2 separate regions of the Mus musculus genome follow, and region 1 is linked to region 2. The links are chromatin contacts, called in public HiChIP or PLAC-seq maps. All regions are on one chromosome and are shown on one strand. The core of a region is the stretch at or near the end of the contact, and the rest is flanking DNA. Distances in the headings are between cores, read along the strand shown. Region 1 overlaps Tacc2 (transforming, acidic coiled-coil containing protein 2). Region 2 holds the start of Ate1 (arginyltransferase 1).

Evidence for each region. HiChIP or PLAC-seq counts read pairs in DNA pulled down with a chosen protein or histone mark.
Region 1: a contact with region 2 is called in an H3K27ac HiChIP or PLAC-seq map of embryonic stem cells, with 9 read pairs. The contact joins the enhancer-like site here to the promoter of Ate1 in region 2. A contact is called at or near these places in 11 of 39 promoter capture datasets (the 3T3-L1 cell line, 3T3-L1-derived adipocytes, cranial neural crest and 6 more), 8 of 484 Hi-C or Micro-C datasets (the C2C12 cell line, the F1.1 cell line, cortical neurons and 4 more), 13 of 115 datasets of contacts at active chromatin or transcription factors (bone marrow-derived macrophages, cardiomyocytes, embryonic basal ganglia and 8 more) and 3 of 9 other capture datasets (adipose tissue, liver and pancreatic islet).

What each region holds. Positions count from the first base shown.
Region 1 is chr7:130,748,777-130,753,090 of GRCm38.p6, reverse strand. It overlaps Tacc2 (transforming, acidic coiled-coil containing protein 2), which reads right to left. Exons shown (of 22, transcript NM_001004468.3): 16 at 1,758-1,901; 17 at 1,181-1,257. Among named protein-coding and RNA genes, the nearest start is that of Btbd16, 23 kb to the left of the region's middle. Within about 2 kb of position 2,835, at least 63 of the 459 cell types and tissues checked have an H3K27ac peak or open chromatin away from gene starts, as enhancers often do. A contact at or near this core is called in cortical neurons, embryonic basal ganglia, embryonic stem cells and 4 more, where this site is marked.
Region 2 is chr7:130,516,460-130,521,010 of GRCm38.p6, reverse strand. Ate1 (arginyltransferase 1) reads left to right here and starts at 1,431. Exons shown (of 12, transcript NM_013799.3): 1 at 1,431-1,655. The coding sequence starts at 1,550. It overlaps Gm4275 (putative uncharacterized protein ZNRD1-AS1), which reads right to left and starts at 1,420. Exons shown (of 4, transcript XR_869987.2): 1 at 1,166-1,420.

The DNA of each region.
Region 1 (4,314 bases), core at 1,586-4,085, 230 kb before region 2:
GAAACAGGAGCTAGTCTCCTCTAATGGAGGAGACATTCCGCAAGGTCTTAGGCTGCTTCTTGTCCCCTTGCATTTTTAATGATTTATTTATTACTTTTATTTTATGTGCATTGGTGTTTCACCTGAATGTATATTTGCATGAGGGTTTTGGATCCCCTGGAATTGGAGTTTCAGACAGTTGTGAGCTGCCATATAGGTGCTGGGAATTGAACCCAGGTCCTTTGGAAGAGCAGCCAGTGCTCTTAAGTGTTGGGCTACCTCTCCAGTTCCCTCCCTTGTATTTTTAAACTCTCTCTCTCTCTCTCTCTATATATATATATATATATGTATATATATGTATGTGTATATGTATAAATAATAAAATTAATCTTGGGGAGTGGGTGTGTAAAACAGTATCTCACCATGTAACCTTTGACTGACCTAGAACTCCTTACATAGACCGGTCTAGCTCTGAACTCACAGAGATCTGCTTGCCTCTGCCTCCCAAGTGCTGAGAATAAAGGTGTGTACCAGCATTGCTTGGCAACTCCCCCAGATGAAAATATCAAGGTGTCAAGCATCCCTCTGCAAGAGCAGTCCTCTGAAGATGCAGGGTCTTTGCCCATTCAATCCAGTCACCCAGAAAGTGACACAGTGCCTTCGGGAAGATGTGCTGGTGGCCTAGAAAACAGGCCCTGACCCTCATCTAGGTGTTTTGTTTCCTACTAGAAATGTATGGAGGAATGCGAGTCTGCTGGAGTTGAAGCAGGGGGATGCAGGACACATTTATCTCACTGGATTCTTTAACTCGTGCATTGTGTTATTCTAAAAACACTCGTAGGAGATAAAGAGACACCCCAGCAGTTAGAACTTGTGCTGCTCCAGAAGACCCAGAACCCACAGTGGACAGTTCTCAAGCAAGCTGAGGCTCTGGGGGATCAGATGCCTCTGGCGTCCAAGGGCGCCGGCATTCATGTGCACAAACCCACGCTCAGACACACATCATTAAGAACGATCAAAATATTTTAAAAAATTAAAATCTCTTAAAAACCACCTATACAAAAATACTAGCCATGATTATAGAGAAAAGTGAACTTCTTCTATAGAAAGCGTTACTTGGGATAGGGACCACCTCAGCACAAACCGCCACGAAGCCAGGGAGCAGGGCTTCTAAGCAGCAGGAAGGCTGCGCCCTACTGACCTCATTTCCACCACTTCCCGTCGGCTTTCTTCATATTTATCCCTCCACTCTGAGACTTCTCTCTCCTTGGCGATGACCTAGGGTCAGGGAGAGAAGAAAGAGGTAGATTCCCAGATGAGTGCGGTCCGGTCTGCCCAAAATCAGGATGCATCATACACACACACACACACACACACACACACACACACACACACACACACACACACACAGACACACACACAGACACACACACACATGAGATTTCTCACCTAAAAGCAGGATTCCATCCAGAGAATTTCCCCAAGCAGGAGAAATCAAGACACCTCCCCCCATCCCCACCCCCCCCCACCCCGCGCCCCACCCCCCAGCCCTGAGGAGCAACAAAGTATCTCTTCTATAGTGAGTTGGCCATGCCTGTTAGCATCGTGACTAGGCAGATAAGAACTCATAGGGTGTTGCTCACCTAGCCTGCAGTGTTTGGAGGACAGTCTGTCTCCAAAGACACCAGTTTCACAGCTAAATACAGTTATTGACACTGCAGCCTGGGATCCTATCTGAGTATCAAGAGCACGGTCCTTCCAGACACCACAGGCCTCACCTCTGCTCTGGCAACCTGGAGTGCAGAGTCCAGGTCTGGCTGCTGGAACAGAAGGCCTGGGGGTTTCTCCACCTCGGTGGACCCGATGCGGGAGTACAAGGCAGTTTTGGAGATGGAGACATCTGGTGGGTGAGCAGCTTCCCTCTGTGGAATGTTTTTTTCATGAGAGAGAGAGAGAGAGAGAGAGAGAGAGAGAGAGAGAGAGAGAGGAGAGAAGAGAGAGAGAGGTCAGTTACCACTAATGGCGTGACACACAGGCTGCACACGTGGCCATGACCACCGCATTCACCCGCTCAGCTGCATGGTTTTGAAACAAAGAACATCGAAACTATGAGAAAATGCAAAGACTCATGGATGAGAGCAATGCCAGGTCCAGGCGGGGGATGGGAAGCGTTCCTACTGCACATGTGCAGGCACACAAAAGGGCTAATGAGACGGCAGCCTTTGTAACTAGGAACCCTGTGGGCCCAGCCTGTCTGCGGCCTGCTTATCACCGCCATTTATCAGCCGCCGAGCCAGCTAGGCATTGTAAGTGAACAGTGGTCATTATCCTGCCGGCCCCACTTCCAAAATAAAATCTTGCTGTGGGATGATACAGAACACTAGTCTATGCTGCCGAGTTTTCGATAGCTGAAGATTGGATCGTTTTTGTACAACTGACCAACTGCCAAATTTGGCTGTGCTCACATGGCTCTGTTTAAAAGGATGAGAAGGCGGTGGCCTTCAGAGGAGAATCTGAAGCCTCCTCTTGTCAACCTTGTCAGCTCTGTCAGGATTTGAAAGTGTGTTGCCATTAGGTCTGCTATTTAACAGCAAAGGGGAGACCTGGAGCCAATGACAGTATCTATCCACTCTTCCTGATGAACCCTGCAACAAAGGCCATGCTGTCTGGCTCAACCCAACTGACAGGGGTTTGCAGCTCTCTCGTGTTCTGTAGGCTTCAGTTACGAGCCTCAGAGAGGCGAGGAGGGGACACATGGCTATTCTTCTATTTCACAGAACATTAAGCAACTTGTAACACAATTGAAACACAGTGTTAGGAGCATCATCAACCAGCATGGCCAGGCTCCCCCGTCAGCCTACTTCCACGGCAACCCAAACATCCAATGGACCACTCTCCGCCCTATGCATTAACCTCAGCGTTGTCATGGCTGCCAAGAAAGCCTGCACCACAGTTAGAACACAAGTCCATGCTACAGTGGGAGGTGGCGGCGGCCTGATGGGCAGAATGGGACTGCTGCTCCATCCTCGGAGAACCAGGAGAACAAACTGTGCACTGAGCAGAGCACAGTTACACAGAAAGAGGGGAGGAGGCAAGAGGGTGAGGATTGAGATGTGCTTCCGTGGGAAGGGGTGGGGCAGAGTGTTTATAACCAGCCTTACCTTGCCTCACTATAGAATCGGGTTCTGAGGGCCTAAAGAAGAGAAGCACTTAGAAAATTCAGGAGGTACAAGAGCAATGGATAGGACTGGAGGTGACCATTTAGGAACCATTAGTGCTCACATGCAAGGTGCACACAACGGTTTAGTTGTCCTAGAAGAAAACTGCTGTGACCTGTAGTCATTGTCCCTGCCTGCCCTTGAGGCTTTGAGCTCACCCTCAAGTGATACCTACATGTTATTCTAACTCACTGAGTCTGCCTATCCCCAGCTCACTGGCCCTGACTACCCCCAGCTCACTGGCTACTACCTACCCTCAAATGGTGCCCACAGATCACCTGAATCTCACTGTCCAAAACTGCCCAGAAACCCCTGGGCTCACCTTCAGTGACCCACCTTCAGAACCAAGAGCACACAGACCTGGTCAACCAGAGCATGGACTCCAGTCACATGTCAGATGGGATGCCATGATTATCTTTCTCAGTTTCTGTTCCCGGGGAAGGCCTAGGACAACTGCCTAGAACATAAGCTACCAGTCCTTGGCAGCAGGCTGCCGATCCCTCAGAGAAAAAGCGCTTCCTGGTGGCAGGACAGAGGCTCTGCATGGAGGGCTTATCTTTGCTCTTGGCAATGGTTTATAATGCTGCTTCTCTGAGGGACAACACCTCAGTAGTAATGGGAACATTATACCTGGAAATCACCATTTAACGGCTGTAGTAAGAAAAGCCCACAAACACAAAATTAGGAAGAGAACATAAAAAGGAAAACCAAACAAACCCAATTGTTTTCACTTTAAATGTGCTCCTTAAAAGGGGGTTAGGGTAGCTGAGGAGATGGTGAAGAGTGGTAAAGAGCACTGGCTGTTCTTCTAGAGGACTCAGGTTCAATTCCCAGCACCTATAAGTTGGCTCACTGTACCACTCCAGTGCCAGGGGATCTGACACCCTCTTTTGGCCTCTGTGGGCACCAAGAACACAGATACATGCATGCAGGTAAAACAACCATACAGGTAAAGTAAATTTTTAAAAAATTTGAAAAAAAAAAATAAACAAAGTTTCAAAATGAACAGAATTTTGGAGCTGCTAAACTCAGTCTGGTACTTCTGGAGAGAGGCTGGGTCTAAGTTTTTCAAAATGAGATTTAATTCAGCCTCAAGGTAAATTAGCAGCTCCTTGCA
Region 2 (4,551 bases), core at 182-2,681:
CTAGGCCAGGATCACGTATTCAAGGGTCTGTCTTAATGCTCTTTCACCTAGTTCCATACAGGAAGCGGGCCCTGGAACAGCACGGAAGTGTGACCTTTTACCTGTATACTGGCAGGGAGCAGGGTCTGGAATTTGTGGTATTTAGGGCTTCTTAGGAGGCTGGAGTTGAGGCTGTATTTTTCCATCCTTTCAATCTTACATGAGTGGCTCAGAATTGTCTGCCCGTCAAGGTTTCAGGGTCTACAATGCCTTCTGGATGCCTCCAGCATTGGATGAAGGTTGTACACATATCTACTTGCAGGCTAAACACCCACAAACATAATTAAAAAAAAAAGTTTCCTGATTGCACTTTCTAGACACTGCAAAAAGGAATTCACCATATTGTCGACTATGGAAATTATGCCAGACAGACTTAAACATCTGTGTACGCAGAGGAGAAAGCTAAGGAATATTATCTTGGTAGGAGCATGCCTTTATTTTTACACTTTGCCTCACAACCTCATTCCCTAAAACACGTTCTTTGCAAATTGGAGACCCATGGAGTGAATTCAGATTATGTAAATGTTCAGCCTGAAGAGTTAAAAATTCTTTTTGAGTGATATTTAAAACTCCCTTTAAAAGAGGAAAGTGTCGCTTCGTCATTGGACATTCCGCTCTAGCAGAGTTGTTTGGATTCTAGATCCCTCTCTATCAAGCCAGCTCCGGCTCCTCGTTCCTCACAGGTGGTCAGGCGCAGAACTCGAGGTTAACCTTCAACTACAGAGCGCAAATGACCGGGTGAATCCCAACCTGGAGCCTCAGTTTCCCTATCTGTAAAGCGGGCTGAGAGATCGCGTCAGTGACAAGGACTGCTGTTGACTGGACAAGTAACCTGCTGGCCACTAAACACTGGGTTCCGAGACGCACCCCTGCAACCCAGGCTGGCGGCCAGTGGCCTGACCGGGGATCGGCGGAGAGCCGCGAACCCGGCAACCCCCGCGCTCTCGGCCCTTCCCCGAGGTTCCCCGCGCTGAGAGGCGTGGCCGCTCCTCAAGCCCACAGCGGCGGCCATGGCCTCGGTGGTGGAATACAAGGGCCTGAAGGCCGGCTACTACTGCGGCTACTGCGAGTCCAGGGAGGGCAAGACGTCGTGTGGTGAGTGTCCCGCCGTCCAGGTCGCCTTTACCGGCTTCAGCCAGGCTCTCGCTACGTCCTGGCAGGCCTGCCGCGCGGGTTGAGGCCGTTGGTCACCCGACTCCAGCTTCCCGGTCCCATTGGTCTCTCCTCAGCCGGCTTCCTTTCCATCCCGGTCTTCCCGCCCTCGCCCTCCCTAGGGGGTAGCCGCCCCTCACAGAGGAGGAACGGAACTAGCGGACGGCTGCCCGCAGTCAACATGGCGCGGGCGGCGTCAGTGACGTAGGGCGTCCGGTCCTTCCAGCCCGGGAGCACTCGAGTGGCTTCGCGCGATCTTCGGAGGCGCGCGCGTTGCATTGTGGGGTGGTGGAGGCGAAGGCGGCGGTAGCGGCGGCTGCGTAGGACTGGGTGGCGCAGCGGCGGCGGGGTCGCGGACATGGCTTCTTGGAGCGCGCCTTCACCTAGCCTTGTAGAGTATTTTGAGGGCCAGACCTCCTTCCAGTGTGGCTACTGCAAGAACAAGTTGGGCAGTCGCTCCTATGGTGAGCGAGCTCGGCCGGCGGGCGTGTGCTTCGGGCTCTGTGAGGGTCTTGGGTGGCCGCAGCCTGGGGGAGCGTCGTGAAGAGCCGGGTGTCCTCCACCCTTGCTCCCTCAGCGGCTGCTCTGGGAGACGGGAAGGGAGATGGGGAGGCTCCTGGGAGCTGACGGCCGCCCTGCATCCATCCCCGCGGCAGCCGAGGCCCCCTGCTGCATGTGTAGAGGGGCGTGTGCGTGCACACCTGTTCGCTGTCATTTTGGAGAAAGTGTCTGGGAGAACGTACTGGAAACCGAGATCGGCTTGATATTTTGATAAAATACCTGCTCGACTTTTTTTTTAAATCAGGGATTTATACCATGTCATTGTGCCAATCCATCTTGAAGACCGTAATAACGGTGTTCCTTCAGGCTTTAGGTTTCTTTTCTTTTTATTTTATTTTATTTTTCTGGCTTTTCGAGACAAACGTTTTCTGTGTAGCTCTGGCTGTCCTGGAATCCACTCTGTAGACCAGGCTGGCCTGGAATTCAGAGATCCGCCTGCCCCTGCCTCCCGAGGGTCTGGGATCAAAGGTGTGCATCACCACCGGGCTAGGATTCAGGTTTCTTACGGAAGATTTGTTTGTAAGCCGAATATGTACTTATTGTCTGCCGTGTCATGATCGGCAAATACAGAATCTAGGATGGATGGTTTAGAATAATCCTGCAGGTGGAAGCAAGGTAACTTGACTATAAATTTAGGTTAGAGATTTACCCGTTTTGAAAGACAGTTTAGTGGTTTGGCTGTGCACGGGATTTTGGTTTATGGATGCATTAAAAGTGTTTATTAGGAGAAAGTGTATTATTAGGTGAACCGCGGCCTTGGGTAGACAGTTATACAATCGTTAGATGCACGGATTACGAAGACCAGTTAAGTGAAAAAAACGCTTGGAGCATAGGGTTAAATAAACAGGATGCAGATGACAGCCGAGTACACGTGACAGCTGAGAGGAATACGGTCCAATAAAGCCCAAATAAGGCCAAGAAAGCACATCAAATGACAGTGGCTCACTTTGAGTGATAGAGATACTATTCTTTTTCAGAATTTTTATATTCTGACTATAATATTTGCCAGTATTATGTGACTGAAACATATTTTAATAGGGAGGACCTTACTACCCCTACCCCTAGTAATTTCGTATTAGAGAAAATTGGACAATATAAATATTTTGTGCTTCAAGATTTGTTGAAGAACAGTTTTATCATCTAGAAAGATAACTATAAATTCCCAGCATTTCAGTTTTCGTCTTTCCTGTAAGGCACTCTTCTGTTGGGTGACTGTTGTAGGAACTCTTGTTATATCTGAGTGGCCTCAGAACTACAGAGGATTCCTTTGAGGCTCAGAATAACTTGTTGGTGTCAGCGAGTGACTAGTCACTAGTTTTGCTTTGGATTGCTGTGATAACCACCATGATCAAGTGCAGTTTGGGGAGGAAAGGGCTTATTTCGTCTTAGAGCTTTCGCTCCATTGAGAAGTCAGGGCAAGAAGTGGAGGCAGGAAGGAACCTTGGGGCAGGAACTGAAATGAAGGTTATAGAACTGGTATGCTAACATTTTTACTGGAACTTGACACCATTTCTCCCCTCCTCGCTTGCCACTCTATAAAGCATGTTTCTATATATAGCTGGTACAATTTCTTCAGGAAGAAAAAAACTCGTCGTTTTAAGTTTTAGTTCAGGTATGTCCTTTACATGTTAATCCCCATCATTTTTGTCCCCTCGTCCACAGTGTCATAGTTATTTCACTGAATTGATAATTTCAGAGGCTCTGTCATCATCATCTTGTTCCCTTGGGATGCCAGTTACTGTCAGTTCATTTATTTTGAATGAGTATGTCTGTATATGTTTGTCCTATTTTTAAGGGTCAAGCCTGTGCTATATATATTATGCATAGCAAGTAGTAGAACTAACATACCTTTGTGCTGGTCAGCTTGACACAAGCTAGAGTTACCTGGAAAGTGGAAACCTCAACTGAGAAACTGCCGCTCTCCCATGGCCTGTAGTTAAGTCTTTTGTGACATATTTTGATTAGTGATTAATATAGGAGGGCCCAGCTCTGGGCATGGGGTACTGGGATGTACAAGAAACCAGTTCTAGCAAGCCAAGAAGAGCTAGTCAGTAGTCAGTGTTCTTCCCCGACCTCTGCTTCACTTCCTGCCTTTAGATCCCTGCCCTGAGGTATTTGCTTCCAGGGCCCTGACTCCAGTTTCTGCTCTGACTTCCTTCTATGATGCCTTGTGAGCTGTAAGAGGAAATAAACCCTTTCACCCCGAAACCATATTTGATTATAGTGTTTCTTGCATAGCAATAGAAGGTAAACTAATTAATGGCAACTCTCAAATAGGTGAGACCAGTGTGTTAACTCACTGGAGGTTCTCTGAAAGTTTGTGTGAAGTCTACAATTCCAGTGAGAATTGAGATGATTTATTAATTTTTAATTAAATGGAGTAGGAGTCACTTTTGATATATTTGATTCTTTAGATTAGATTTCTTTTTTTTTTGTTCCTGTTTTGAGAATGGGTCTCTTATATAGCCCTGACTTGCCTGGACTCCTAGAGTCACTTTGTAGCCAAGGCTGGCCTTGAACTCATAGAGATGTTCCTGCCTCTGCCTCTTGAGTGCTGAGATCAAAGGTGTGTGCCACCACACCTGACTTAATACCCCCTCCCCCCCAAACACACAGGATCTTATGTTACTCAGGTTGGTTTCAAATTTATTATATAGCTGAGGTTGGTCTTAAACCCTGACTCCTGACTCCTGACTCCACCATCTGACTCCACATGCATTTACCTCCTAAATTCTAGGATTACAGGTTTGTGTCACCACTCCTACCTTAGAATTAATATAACTTATTTTTTGTTTGTGT